5 separate regions of the Mus musculus genome follow, and regions 2, 3, 4 and 5 are each linked to region 1. A link is a contact called in public Micro-C and promoter capture Hi-C data. All regions are on one chromosome and are shown on one strand. Each heading gives the region's core, a stretch centred on a gene start, on an enhancer-like site or on the middle of the called end of the contact. The rest is flanking DNA. Distances are from core to core; before and after follow the strand shown. Region 1 holds the start of Sirpa (signal-regulatory protein alpha). Region 2 holds the start of Vinac1 (vinculin/alpha-catenin family member 1). Region 3 holds the start of Ebf4 (early B cell factor 4). Region 4 holds the start of Cpxm1 (carboxypeptidase X 1 (M14 family)). Region 5 holds the start of Zc3h8 (zinc finger CCCH type containing 8).

Region 1 (2,700 bases), core at 199-2,698:
GCATGGTAGGCCCTACTTGAATCTTGCCTACAGGGGTTCCTATTTGCAGAACCAATTCTCTTGGGCTTCTGGACCACCCTCCCGACGTGCTAGCCACATACTGTTGCCCTTACCTAACCAAGCTGACACACATGTGCACTTGTAACCTACACTCCCTACAAGACCTCCTCTGTTCATTCTTGTCTTCCCCTGCACCTTCTCCCAGTCTGCAAGTGAGTTCTTGTAATCCCCTAGGTCCAAAGAAATACAACTAATCTTCCTGCTAGGGCTGCCCCATGGTCCCTTAAGGATTGCTGCTGCCAAACACTTCTCAAACACTGTCCTTGCCCTTGGTACATGGTAGGCTCTTCTTAAAATGCAGTGCAAATATCAGCTCATGTAACTCTCCCAGTGGCAGTTCTGGGTCGCTGCTTATGTTGGCCTGGTCTGCTTTAAAAAGAGCAGAGACACAGAAACAAGGTCTTTCTCCAAGACTGCAGCTTCTTAGACCAGGAGGAACGATCTAAGGCTTGGAAGCTGGGTCCTGGGTTCAACAGATGCACCCTTCCTGCCTCTCAAAAACAAACAAACAAACAAACAATAAAAGAAGAAAAGAAAGAAAAAAAACTAAAAAATCTCCCAGGCTTTTGGTCATGGGTGCAGAGGACTCTGTGGTGTGTGTGTGCGTGCGCGCGCACCATTGCATAAGGGGCTTTCTACATCATTAGGCAATCATCCTCCACTCCTCTGCCCCTAAACATCCTCTTTATTGAGAGGATGGGCCAGTAGGGCCTGTCTTGCTTCATTATGTCCCTCAACCACCATTGTGAGAAGCAAAATTTGCTATCTCTGAACTTCCAACTCAGAAACTCTCCAGTTAATAAGAGAGGGTCTTGATTCCTCTTCCCTGCCTTGGTGCCCAGCCTTCTGCCGATTAACCAAGCACCTGACCTAGCTCATGGAAATCCAGAGCTAGGGTACATTTTGCATCCAGAGGCTCTGTCCTTTGGGATAGGCTCTCCTGTCCCTCCTCTTCCTCATTAGGGTAACTATTTTGCAGCCCAGGTCTCTCCTAGTACAGTGCTGCCTGGGCCCTCTCCACCTCCAATCTATTCTCCCTGATAGAAGGCCTCTGGTCTGTCTCCTCCCTAGGGCCCAGCCCTGCCCCTCTCCTTTCCCTGCCACAGCATTTTTGCTGCTCCTCTCCCCCAGCGCGTCTTTACCAAGAGGCACTGAAGTCCTTCCTACACACACGCTATTTTTGTACCATCACTCTCTCCTTCCTCTCCCCCTTCCCCCTGCATTTACTTCCTGCTTTTGCTATACCTCGGGGCCAGCTAGGAAAGATTTGGGCCCCTAGGACTCACGCCCACCCGGAGGCCGACCTTCGGCTTTGGGACACACAAGCAGGGCCTCTCGGGGAGGGGCAGAAAGCAAACCTCCCCGCCCCCTCCACTCTCCACCCTTGCAAGCTCCCCTGCCGCGGGCAGCCTCTTGCCCACTGGAGTCTAAGGACTGGCCGGGTGAGAGGCCGAGACCAGGGGGCGATCGGCCGCCACTTCCCCAGTCCACCTTAAGAGGACCAAGTAGCCAGCCCGCCGCGCCGACCTCAGAAAAACAAGTTTGCGCAAAGTGGTGCGCGGCCAGCCTCTGGGCAGAGGGAGCGGTGCTTCCACCGCCTGGCAGCCCTGCGCGCGGCGGCGCAGGTCCGAGCGGCTGGCGGGGACCCGCACGGGCAGAGCGGGCTCGCGCAGAGCCGAGGCGGGCGGCGCAGCTCGCGGGGCGCACTGGGGCGCGGGCGGGAAGGTGCGGGCGCGAGGAGGGGGCGCTCGGCCGGGCCGCCCTCGCGCTGGCCTCGCGACGGCTCCGCACAGCCCGCACTCGCTCTGCGAGCTGTCCCCGCTCGCGCTTGCTCTCCGATCTCCGTCCCCGCTCCCTCTCCCTCTTCCTCTCCCCCTCTTTCCTTCTCCCTCGCTATCCGCTCCCCCGCCCCCGTGCCTCTGGCTCTGCGCCTGGCTCCCTCGGGTCCGCTCCCCTTTCCCGCCGGCCTGGCCCGGCGTCACGCTCCCGGAGTCTCCCCGCTCGGCGGCGTCTCATTGTGGGAGGGGGTCAGATCACCCCGCCGGGCGGTGGCGCTGGGGGGCAGCGGAGGGGGAGGGGCCTTAGTCGTTCGCCCGCGCCGCCCGCCCGCCTGCCGAGCGCGCTCACCGCCGCTCTCCCTCCTTGCTCTGCAGCCGCGGCCCATGGAGCCCGCCGGCCCGGCCCCTGGCCGCCTAGGGCCGCTGCTGCTCTGCCTGCTGCTCTCCGCGTCCTGTTTCTGTACAGGTAAGCACCCTCAGCTCCTACTGCCACCCTCCCCAAGCTGCGGGCTCAGGCCCCGCACACTGTCGCTAAGCTAATGTCGACAAATCCCTGTAACGGGGGTTACAGATGCAGAGTTGAGGCCCAGAGAGGGTCAGCCACTTGCCCAAGGTCACATAGCCTAGGCTAGAAGCCGGGATAGAACTCTTCTTATCCGGATCTGCCTTGTGGACTGTGACTGGGTAGCCCAGCGTTGGGCTGCGGGGTATAGGAATGAGTTGGTTTACCGTACCCTTTGCCAAACCTGAATGGGGAAGCAGACTGGCAATTGCTTTGGGCAATCGGGCTCCTGGTTTCCCCATATGCTCCCTTGCTAGACTTGATTGGAGAGAGGGTCGGGGCAGAGGTTGGGCGCGCTGT
Region 2 (2,700 bases), core at 13-2,512, 530 kb before region 1:
GCTGTCCTGGAACTCACTCTGTAGACCAGGCTGGCCTCGAACTCAGAAATCCGCCTGCCTCTGCCTCCCAAGTGCTGGGATTAAGGGCGTGCTCCACCATTGCCCAGCTAAGACTCTTTTCTTAAGAGTATACTTATTAATATCTGTAAAGAACTCTCTATCTGTAGATTCACTTTGTCCCATCTTGAGAGATACCCATGAAATGCACACAACCCAGAACTGATGTCTTCTGACCTAAGACGGGTGCTGATAGCTTCCAACAGAACAGCTAGGCACTGATGGCACCTAGTATCAGCCTCTGCTGATGGCAGCAGGCAATAAAAGCCAGAGCTGATGGCTCCTGGCTTAACATGGGCACTGATGGTACCCAACCAGGAACTGATGGCCCCAACTATCCGCCTCTACTGATGGCAGAAGACAATTTAACTGCACACTCCTTGTCCAATGGATTTGTAAGACCCAGTTAAGAGTCCTATCTGTGTCCACTTACCTTATTCAATGTCGCTGTTCGGGTGCCAAATTAGAACATTGGGAGCCTCCTGGCCCGGGCCAGGGGTAGCAGTGGAGTCACAGAGTAAGGACTCTGGTGATGGCTTTAACGTCTGAGGGTCTTGGGGCTTTCTAGCTCTCTAATTATACTGAAATGCTGATGATAACTTCTAAAAAGTCCTAAAAACTTTCTTGCTCTTTCTGAGGGCTTGCTTGCTGGCTTAGGCGATTAACACCTGTAGCCTATCAGGGGAGGATTAAGCAATACAGCCTTTGTTCTATCTCAGCAGGAATCTTTCCTAAAATGAGTCCCTCATAGCCTTGCTTAATGAGGGCTCACTGTCGCAGATTATATAATAATCCAAGGCAGGCTACTTCAGGATGATCACCTGCTAGTTATTAGCTTGTCCCATTATGGCTCCTGACATGTGTCCGATTTTACCGCACCCAGATCAAACCCAGAGCTCAGTGCTGGCTAAGCAAGCACTCTACCAACTGAGCTACACCCATGCCTGGATCTTTTGTTTCATCCACCAAATCTGATTTTGAACTTGGTGGAAGACCCAGACAGAGGGCGGAAAGGGATATTGGCGGGCTATGGCGCAGCTGGAATTATTTCCCTTGGTCTCTCCACCGCAGTTTGCTATTACTGCAGCCACACTTGAGACCCATGTCACCGGCCACACACTGAGTGGCGGGGCGGCCCTGGTGGGCCCTGCTTGGGAGCTCCTGCCGCCGCAACCCGCAGACCTGCCCTTAGCGCCGCGCGGAATCACGGTCGTGGGCGGGGCGCCGGCGGTGGGCGGGGCGCTGGGGGTGGGCGCGGCGTCCGGGTGGCGCTCGCCACTCGGGCGGTGGCGCGGGCGCCCAGGGCAGACACTAGGGTAATCCGGAGGCGCGGCCCTGGAATTAGACCGACAGCGGGGCTGAGGCTGAGGCTGGGGCAGTGTGCACGCGGGGCCGCCGTGCCCTGGACTCGTGTAGCGGCTGCGGGGCGCGCTGCCCTTCGCCATGTACACCTTCGTGGTGCGCGACGAGAATAGCAGCGTCTACGCCGAGGTCTCCCGGCTGCTGCTGGCCACCGGCTACTGGAAGAGGCTACGGCGAGACAACCCCAGGTTCAACCTGATGCTGGGGGAGAGGAACCGACTGCCCTTCGGGAGACTAGGTGAGCCCTTCCCTCGTGGCCGCTGCGCGCATGAATCGGAGAGCGAGCGCTTTTGTTTTTTAAGGTCATTAATCTTCCCTAGGCGCGAGCTCACCTTAGCAGATATAAAATGGGTCTAGCAAGACCTAAACCCGTAGCTGGATTTGGAACGGAGTCTGGGTGCGGTTGCCCTGTCTGCTGACAGTGACCTATACCCGCACTCAGGGTGTCGGCCTGGTTCCCCTGCTTCCCTGGGCCCGCATCAGTCATCTTGCAGCTTTCCGCCACTTAGGATTCAGCTCTGTGTGGTGTGGGCGTGGAAGGGGAGTTGAAACCGCCGAGGCTTGGGTTACCCGGAGGCCAAGATGAACCGGCAGGGAATTTGGAGAAAACTCACTGACTTACCCAAAGCAGGAGCTTCCAGGGAAGCTGGAGCGTGGGGAGCTGTTCCATTTCAGACCTTTCCTTTAGCTGCACCAAAAGTTTACATTTGCAGCTGCATTTAGTGATGTTTTCTTACACGATCTTGGGTGACTTTTGCTCTCCTCATCCACATGTGCGAAACTGGCTTGGTACCATTCTATTCGCGTACTCTCATGTAGGAAGGGACAGCAACTCCCTTTTAAATGACGTAATCTTGAAGTTGTCCTAATGGGTTCAACTAGCATCCCACAGACTTGAACCTGGTCTCATGGTCCCTTCACTACATAGTCATCTGGGGAGGGCTTGCCTCTCTCTGGGTGTCTGGTTCTTTTCCAGAATTTCACTTGGGGGTGGGATCATTTGTATTTCAAGGACAGAAGAGGAGGGGGGCATCTCTACCTTAGCAAACACCCCAGAAAGTAGTGTCCCGTGTCCTGAAGAGGAGAGGTTTTTTTCAGACATAGGTGTGGTCAGCGGTGGATGAGGCTAAACGGAAAGCAGTTTGTTTGGAACTAACAGGCAATTTGGCAAGCTTGCATAGGGCACTTGGGTGACATTATAGCCACAGCAAGCTATGATGGCTTATGGAATGAAGTTTGTTAAGGCTTAGTCTTACTGAATTAGTTCAGGGACAACTTTTC
Region 3 (2,700 bases), core at 14-2,513, 700 kb after region 1:
AGGACTCGGGTAGCTCAGCTTGCCTGGGGCCGCATCTTCACCACAAGGTGAGAGACCCTTAAGCGCTAAGGCGCGGAGGTTAAGCCGAGGTCAAGTGGCACCAAGGGTGCAGCGACTCCTAGAATCAAGCGTTGGCTGAGGAGAGGGCGGCGCATACTTAGGAGAAGAAGATGGGACCACAAAGATGCTGGAGCTTCGTCTGGTGGCGACGGGGAGGCCGTGGTGATTCCCCAGCGTGGTGTGGACGAGCTGCCCTGCTTAGGCCGGGCTTCCTCGCCGCGCAGCCCCCAGCCCATCCTTTCCCCATCTTCCCTGGCCTGGGCCAGCTTCCCGGCGCCCCTCCACCGAGGCCGTGGCCCCCAGCCCGGCTACGGACTCGTCAGGGTCCGCCCCGCCGCCGCGGCCCCAGCCCGGCCGCTCCTCCCCCGATGATGTCACGTCCCTGGCCGCCCCTCGGCCGGCCTCGCGCCCCGCCCCCGCCTCCCCTGGCCCCGAGTCCCCTGGGCCCACCCGCTTGCGACAGCCCTCCTCTTGCCCGTGCTCCCTCCCTACGGCTCCCGCTCCCCAGGGAGCGGCGGCGGCGGCGGGATGGCCAGGGCCCGCGGCCAGGCCCCGGGGAGCGGCGGGCGGCGGCGGCCGCGGCGGGGAGGCGCGGGGACCGGGCCCCGGGGGGACTCGGCCGGTCTGCTGCTGCTCCTGCTGCAGGTGCTGCCGCCCGGGGCAGCGGCAGGCCCGGGGCGCCGGGGCACTCGGGGGCCTGGCGGCGGCTGCGTCTGCTGGCCCGGCGCCGGCCCTGCTTTTCCACGGGACGCGCGTCTGCTGCTGTTGCTGCCGCCCCGGCCACCACCGTCGCCGCCGCCGACCTCCACGGCCGCAGCCTCCCCCTCTCGGATGGTAATCAGCGCCCCGCGCGGGCGCCGCGGGCGGGCGGGGGAGAGACCCGGGTGGGGGGAGGGCGGGCACCTCGCGGGGCGCTCGCCCCCCCCTCCGACGACCGCCGCGCTGGGCAGCCGCCAGAGCGCGCCTCTGGGGCGCCTCCGTGCGGAGCCGGTGCGGGCTCCGCTCTCAGTCTGTTCACTGGCTCTCAGGCCGCGGGGGAATCCCTCCATCTCCCCGCCCCGCGCCCCGGGAGGGGAGGGGACAGCGCCGGCGCCCGGGGACCCGTTTTCTCTGAGAAAGCACCCGCGAGGCGAGCGGCACTGAGGCGCCGGGACTCCGTGCAGCGCTGCGCTCCTGGAGGCTCCTGGTGCCGTCGGGTCGGGCTGAGCTGAGACGCCCACAGCCTCGGCGGGACGGGATCCCTGGCAGTTGGGGGCGCCCACGAACTGCGGGTCCTTATGTTCCCCGCACAGGACGCTCTGCCCCGCGGTGGGCTCCATCTGAAAGAGGAGCCGCTGCTGCCCTCCAGCCTGGGCTCGGTGCGCTCCTGGATGCAGAGCGCGGGCATCCTGGACTCCAACACCGCGGCGCAGAGGTAAGCGCTCCACCCGAACTAGCACGCTGGTTGGACCGCTTAGTGTCGCCTTCGTCCTGCACGCCTAGCTACTGGAGCGAGGGGTGGAGGGAGTCCTAACTCTTGACTGTCCCGACGAAGTCTCCTGTTCACCCTGTGTGAGTTTGACTTCTTCCTGAGGATATGGGGCGGGTTGCTCACTAGGGTCCAGGGTTCTGGAGGTGGTGTCGCCTCCTCCCGCACACCTGGAGCCATGGCCCACAGTTACTAGTCATCTAGAGATGTACAGCCCCTTCTTCCTGTGCAGTCTCTACCGTTCCACTTGTCCAGTTCCGTGGCTACCCAACAAGAAAGGCAAGAAACTCTGTGGTGTACAGAACCAGAGATGTGGGTGGGGCTGAAGAGAGGCTTAGCCAGTGGGCAGTTAGCCTTGCTGAACTGATTGGGGCTGAGAATGAGGCTGGACTCCTCCGTCTGAGTGGTTTTGGTTAGAACCTGAAGGAGACTGGAAGCTCTTGGGAATTAGCAGAATCGGCTCTGGTTACTTTTCAGGGGGAGGCATAGGGGACTAGACAGGAGACTTCTGTAAGGAATGGACACCAGAATTTGGATGGGGACTTTGAAAGCTTGTTAACTCAGTCACGGCAGCAGCTGGAACCTGGTCTCTGTAACACTCCCTCTCATTATACAACATGGACTGGAGGTTATACGTCTGATCAGATGCTCACGGTGCCTCACGCTAAGTAGGTGTCCCTGCGGACATCCAGGACAGGGTAGGCACTGGCTCTTCAAGTTTTAAATAGCTTCTGTCCAGTATCTGAAGGGTGTCGAAGCAGACCAGGGCTGGCACATCACTCCCATCCACACACCCAGACTTGATCAGGTATCACTTGTGGTGCTTCCCAGCCTCACCCAGTACTAGACAGAGAGTGTTTTCTGGACGAAGGGGTGCAGTATTTTTGCACATCTGTCTTCAAAGAGAGAGTGCTGAGCTTTCTGTTGAATGATCTCTCCTGGACAGGAAAGGGTATTCCAGATGAGCCGATTCCAGTAAGTTAGAGTCTCTAGTTAGAACGGTCTAGCTAGAGACTATAGAAACACAATAACAGATGTTTTAACACTACTGTTCTCCATGTGTTGGTATATTTCCTTGCTCTCCGTGTGTTGGTGTATTTCCTTGCTCTCCGTGTGTTGGTATATTTATTTCCTTCCCATGCCCTTCCCCCACCCCCTTAAGGTTTGTCTTG
Region 4 (2,700 bases), core at 19-2,518, 800 kb after region 1:
TCTTTGCTGGGTGAGTGGGCACCACAGGCCTAGCAGTCCCCAAGGGACCAGGGTGCCTTAGCTTCTTTCGCTTCTTGACAACGATCTTTTTTTTCTTGATGACTCGAAGCCGGACATGCCGTTCTGAGGTCTCTAGGGTACCAGGGGACAATGTACCAAAGAAGAGAAGAATGTCATGAAACCCAGACGGAAAGGTCTGCTAGCCCAAGAAGGCATTTGGGCATATGTGACACCTACAACAATTACTGACATCCTAGCACAGCACACAAGACCTGTTTCCTAACTCCACCTGCCTCTTTTAGTCATTTCTTCAGTTTTTCCTTCTTAACACAACATCTTTGGCTCACGTCCCCTCTGACTCCCTGATTCAGGGGAGAGCAACACTGAGCCATTAGAGACTGGTCACTCTGAAGGTCTGAAGTTAGTTTTTAACCTCCAGGCCTTGCTCTGGTCCGTCCTCTTCGGTAATACTACCTCCTGTCTCTAATCTTGCATCTACTCTCATCAACCTCCAAGCCTTCCTTATCTTCAGACTAAGCCTCGGGTCTTTTCCTGAATGAAGTCCGTGCTTGGCCTACCTGCTGGCCTCAGAGCTCCTAACTAAGGAAGAAGTTGGGAAGCCAGACAGTCTGCCTGCGCCCATCACGAGGCAGTGATCTTTCCTCCAGGCAGCCTCACTCCCTGTCTTTTCCCCTCCAGTCCATGGCCTTACACACCATCCTGCATAGGCTTGTCCCCTTTTAGTCTGGTGTCTCTTCACCTTTCCAGATTCTGGCCTCAAATTTCATTTGTGAAGAAGGCAGGCTGGAGTTGGGGCAGCCAGCATCCCGCTGGGCCTGCCCTAAGACTGCTGACTAGGTCTGGCCAGGATGGGGCTGCTGACTCAGCAGCCATTGCACTGGGCTGTGCTTGTCCCCGTTCACAGGGCGAGCTGGAGGACCCAGCTGGGGGAGTGGGTCTGACCTGCCCAGCAGCCGACCATGGGACCCAGAGCTCACCATTTGCCTTTGTGGACGGCTGTGCAACGCTGCTGTGTGGAGCCAGGGTTGAGCCCGGCGCCAGGCCCGGCACTGAGGCGCTGGGAGCCCCCAGCCCCAGACCGACGGAAGGCGCAAAGGCGGTCACTGCGAGCAAGAGACCCCACATAGCGGGAAGGGTCGACGAGCGCGCTGTGCCGAGGTTCTTGGTGGGTTCTCTTCTTCCTGCGGGCGTCTGCGGAGCCCCCCGCCCCTTCCTGCTCGCCCGCCCTCCACCGCCCCACGCCCCTCTGCAGCCTCCGGCCCGCCCACAGCCACTCTCTGGAATCCGACACCCTAGGAGGGGGAGGGCTGCGGAGAGCCGCGACATCCCCCGGGGGCGGCTGACTCTGGTGAACCGCGAGGACCCCCGGGGGGGGGGGAGGGCGGCGGGCTGGGGTCCAGAGACCCAATGTCGCAGCCTCACCGGTGTCCGGCCCTACACAGGCTGCAAAGTCACCGCACATTCTGTTCGACTGCGCGCGCCTATCCCATCTGCAGGCACCTATGCAAGGCGCTCTGCACGTGGTCTGAATCTTAGTCAAACTTCAGTTTGCAGGCTGATAAACTGAAGCTTGCATTGGGCCTTGTTGACGTGGCCAAGGTAACAAAAGCTGGGGGCTTTGGAAACTACAACTTGAGAGGAAAATCCATCCAGAACTTAGGGTGCCTTGCTGGGGTGGGTAGGGCAACGGGGAAAGACCGCAGGAGAGCAGTGGGGGTGGAAGGCTAGGGTTGCGTTGTGGGGGTGAGGGGTCCTCCATTAAACCCAAAAACAAACTGTGGGTGCAAAGAGAGGCGGCGCTTCCTCTCCGACCCGCCTCCTCTCTTTTTCCCTCCCGGGGCTGCCACGTTTTGGGGTTACATAACTCGAGGAAGGCAGCCAGAGCTGATAACCAGAGGGCTGGCGTCAAGAACCGTGAGACCAAGTCTAGTCTTAATGGGATTCCCGCACTTCTCGATCCACCTCCTTCCCCTCCTCCTCCCATCCTCCTCCAGGAGTTCTCTGACCTGTTTTCCCCAGGACCCCTCTAGATTCTCCCCACACCGGAGTCACCTGCCCCAAAGAAAGGCCTGTGCCACTGGTGCTTGCTCTGCCTTCGCTGTAGTCCCCCAAGAAGTGTCTATGTAAATGAGCTGAATAACCTCAAGTCAAGCCTGCACCTTTCAGAACCACCTTTCTGGTTCTGCAGCAGAACCAGAGCCTGGTGGAAATGCGTGGGGCCAGGTGTGGGGCTCCTGAACTGAGGCCACCTCCTATAGGGACCACTGCAAAGGAGTAAGCCCTGTCATCTAGCCCAACTATGGCACTCCAGGAGGGTCAGAGAACTCTGAGAAGGGAGTGATCACGGAGGACCCATACATGTCCAAGTCCCGTTTTGGTGCTCCCACCTAAGAAGCAGTGCTAGGCTCAGCTCACCAGATAGGCATAGAGAAGTTTAAGGAAGACACCATGTTCTACTGTCCTTTCTGATGCTGTGACAAAATACTCGGACAAAAGGCAACTTGGGGAAGGTAAGGATTTATTTCTAATTACAGGTTCATTCAGGGAAGTTGAGGCAGAACTCAGGCAGGAACGAACTTGAAAAACAGAAACCAGAGGAAACCCTGCTGGCTAGCTAGCAGGCTCCTGCTTAGATTTTTTATATAGGACAGAACCACTGTCAGGGGAATGGCGCTGCCC
Region 5 (2,700 bases), core at 96-2,595, 650 kb before region 1:
CGGAGCAAGCAGGGACTGATGGAGCAGGGCCAACTGGATTGAGAGGGGTTGACCAGAGCGAGCAGAGGTCCTTAAAAAAAATTCAATTCCCAACAACCACATGAAGGCTCTCAACCATCTGTACAGCTATAGTGTACTCACATACATAAAACAAATAAATCTTTTTTAAAAAAAGTTTCACATTAATTACACAGCAAAGCTATGGTAGCCCAATTAGGCTAACAGTTTCCACTAAGGTATTTGAGACTGAGCAGTGAACATATACATATATCCTTTCCCCTTGAAACAGTGTTTCCCCTATGTAGCTGAGGTTGGCTTGGAACCTGCTATTTAGACCAGGCTGGTCCCAGTCTCCCAAGATCTGCCTGCCTTTCAAATGCTGAGATTAATAGGCCCAGCCCAACACTGTAATGTTATCTTAATGAGGGTGGAAAAAAACTCGTGAAGGATGTGTCAAGGGTTCCACTGAGGAAAGAGAGAACATAGAAGACAAGGATTTAGGAGAGATGGAGTTTGAGGGCATTATCAACTCAAAAAACTAAAAAGTGGGCCGGGCAGTGGTGGCACATGTCTTTAATCCCATACTTGGGAGGCAGGGTCAGTCGGGTTTCTGAGTGAGTTCCAGGACAGCCAGGACTACACAGAGAAACCCTGTCTCGAAAAATTAAAACCAAAAAAAAAAAACCAAAAAAAAAAACCAAAAACCAAAAAAACCTAAAAAGTGAGTGGGTATCTGCACAGAAATCCCGCACTCTGACTAAGTACGAGATTAACAACACGCTTTTCCAAATTAACAGAAAAACTAAGCCGAAATGATGCTTGCTGCTTTATTCTGGGAGTTCTGGTTCAGGATCACTGGCAGAGCAGTCTATGTATCCTTCAACTCTCGAGGTGCCGGCAAAGCCACCTCGGAGGTGACTGACAGCAAACACGTTAAGCGCACGTGCAAGGGGAGCAGCCGGCCCCTGGGGGCAGATTCAGAGGCTGGGGCCTCCTCCCGCCGCCCGGCCACTGCCCTCGCCCGCAGTCCCTACTCTGACTTCCACCCCACTTCCCCTTCCGACCTCCCCGCTCCGGTCCCGGCCCACGCGCCAGCCAGGGCTCGCCGGTTTCCAGGAGCGAGGGGGCGGAGCCCAAGCGGTGCCCTGCAAAGGACCAGAACGTGGGGATCACCTTTCCTCAGGGTCGGCGGCCGGTTTTTTGCCGAGGGCCGGATTGGGGGGCTTTGAAAAGAGATTTTCAAAATCCATAACTCAGACAGGGACCGTTCCTCTCCACGCCGAGCAGGTACTGAACAACCAGCGAAGCGGAGGCTACAGTCGCGCCAAGGGCCACACGCTCCGCCCAGCGCACGCGCACGCGCTCGCGCTCATGTTGCTTGGGCGCGACTCCGCGCGACCTGGCCAGCCCTACCACGCATGCGCAGTTCTCACCGTTGGTGGGGAGGCTTTCGGTGCCTGAGCTGCGCACGCGCAACTCTCTGTACTTATGTCCGATTCGTTCCTTAGTGCAGCACTACAATGTCGTTAAAAAATTAAAATAATCTTTAGGATTCTTCTTTAGAAAGCTGTGCTATTTTTATATGTACGAGAGAGAGACAGAGAGAATGAGTGCAGATGCCCGCGGAGGCCAGTTATTGTAACCCACCTGACATGAGTGTTGGGAACAGAACGCAAGACCTTTATGTTTTAACTATTGAGCCATATATCTCTTCCAGCCCCTTTAAAATTGACAGGTGACCAAGCAAAATTAATTGCACAAAAAGGAACCTAGACGATCTCTTCTGAGTAAACACATAAATATATTTAAAGCAGGCAAATTCAATAGAAAGTACTAAGTATTAAGACTATTTGGGGGTGGGGGGGTGGGGGGGTGCAGTCTTAGAGACCTGCAGATGAAGATGCAAAACTCTCAGTTCCTGCTGCACCATGCCTACCTGGATGATGCCATGCTCATTCCTTCATGATAATGGACTGAACCTTTGAATCTGTAAGCCGGCCCCAATGAAATGTTGTCCTTATAAGAGTTGCCTTGGTCATGATGTCTGTTCACAGCAGTAAAACCCTAAATAAAATGGAAGCTGGTAGCCGGGCGTGGTGGCGCACGCCTTTAATCCCAGCACTTGGGAGGCAGAGGCAGGTGGATTTCTGAGTTCCAGGCCAGCCTGGTCTACAAAGTGAGTTCCAGGACAGCCAGAGCTATACAGAGAAACCCTGTCTCGAAAAACCAAGAAAAAAAAAAATGGAAGCTGGTACCAGGGATAGGTCTGACCATGCTTTTGTTTGGAAGAATGTTGATTTCAGGACTTTGGATTTGGAAAGCGGTGGAATGTTTTAAATGGGGCTTAATGGACCATCCTAGTAGGAATATGGAAGACTTGCTGAGAATAACTGTGCAGACCAGGCCCAAGAGGTTTCAGAGAAGAATTTTCAGTTTGTGGCATAGAGACTGTTTTTGTGGTATTTTGGTGAAGAATGTGGCTGCTTTTTGCCCTTGTCTGAGAGTCTATGTGGGGCTAAGGTAAATATATATATTAATTGCATTGACAAAGGAAGTCTCAAAAAAGCCCAACATAGACTTTGTTCTCTGGTTAAATCTCATGAAGAGGTTTTTTTTTTTTTTTGAATAAGTGTAGCAGGCTTTGAAAGGAAAAATACAAAATATGTGGTTGACATTAAAGGGGCACCAGGAAGTGAAATG

Evidence for each region. Hi-C and Micro-C count contacts between places; a contact is called where the count stands out from the background. Capture Hi-C pulls out chosen DNA fragments and counts their contacts.
Region 2: a contact with region 1 is called in a Micro-C map of embryonic stem cells, with 2.4 times the contacts expected there. The contact joins the promoter of Vinac1 here to the promoter of Sirpa in region 1. A contact is called at or near these places in 1 of 484 Hi-C or Micro-C datasets (embryonic stem cells) and 1 of 115 datasets of contacts at active chromatin or transcription factors (embryonic stem cells).
Region 3: a Micro-C map of embryonic stem cells shows a contact between it and region 1, with 2.8 times the contacts expected there. The contact joins the promoter of Ebf4 here to the promoter of Sirpa in region 1. A contact is called at or near these places in 3 of 39 promoter capture datasets (embryonic stem cells, hippocampal neurons and liver), 1 of 484 Hi-C or Micro-C datasets (embryonic stem cells), 5 of 115 datasets of contacts at active chromatin or transcription factors (the NIH/3T3 cell line, bone marrow-derived macrophages, embryonic fibroblasts and 1 more) and 1 of 9 other capture datasets (liver).
Region 4: a Micro-C map of embryonic stem cells shows a contact between it and region 1, with 3 times the contacts expected there. The contact joins the promoter of Cpxm1 here to the promoter of Sirpa in region 1. A contact is called at or near these places in 5 of 39 promoter capture datasets (the 3T3-L1 cell line, hippocampal neurons, liver and 1 more) and 1 of 484 Hi-C or Micro-C datasets (embryonic stem cells).
Region 5: a contact with region 1 is called in a promoter capture Hi-C map of adipose tissue. The contact joins the promoter of Zc3h8 here to the promoter of Sirpa in region 1. A contact is called at or near these places in 1 of 39 promoter capture datasets (hippocampal neurons) and 1 of 9 other capture datasets (adipose tissue).

The regions. Positions count from the first base shown.
Region 1 is chr2:129,591,391-129,594,090 of GRCm38.p6, forward strand. Sirpa (signal-regulatory protein alpha) reads left to right here and starts at 1,449. Exons shown (of 9, transcript NM_001355158.1): 1 at 1,449-1,685; 2 at 2,214-2,304. The coding sequence starts at 2,223.
Region 2 is chr2:129,064,647-129,067,346 of GRCm38.p6, forward strand. It overlaps Vinac1 (vinculin/alpha-catenin family member 1), which reads right to left and starts at 1,263. Exons shown (of 11, transcript NM_001370941.1): 1 at 491-1,263. Ttl (tubulin tyrosine ligase) reads left to right here and starts at 1,301. Exons shown (of 7, transcript NM_027192.2): 1 at 1,301-1,657. The coding sequence starts at 1,501.
Region 3 is chr2:130,294,676-130,297,375 of GRCm38.p6, forward strand. It overlaps Ebf4 (early B cell factor 4), which reads left to right and starts at 1,264. Exons shown (of 17, transcript NM_001110513.1): 1 at 1,264-1,474. The coding sequence starts at 1,338.
Region 4 is chr2:130,396,361-130,399,060 of GRCm38.p6, forward strand. It overlaps Cpxm1 (carboxypeptidase X 1 (M14 family)), which reads right to left and starts at 1,269. Exons shown (of 14, transcript NM_019696.2): 1 at 999-1,269; 2 at 1-132. The coding sequence starts at 1,146.
Region 5 is chr2:128,942,675-128,945,374 of GRCm38.p6, forward strand. Zc3h8 (zinc finger CCCH type containing 8) reads right to left here and starts at 1,346. Exons shown (of 9, transcript NM_020594.2): 1 at 1,174-1,346. The coding sequence starts at 1,250.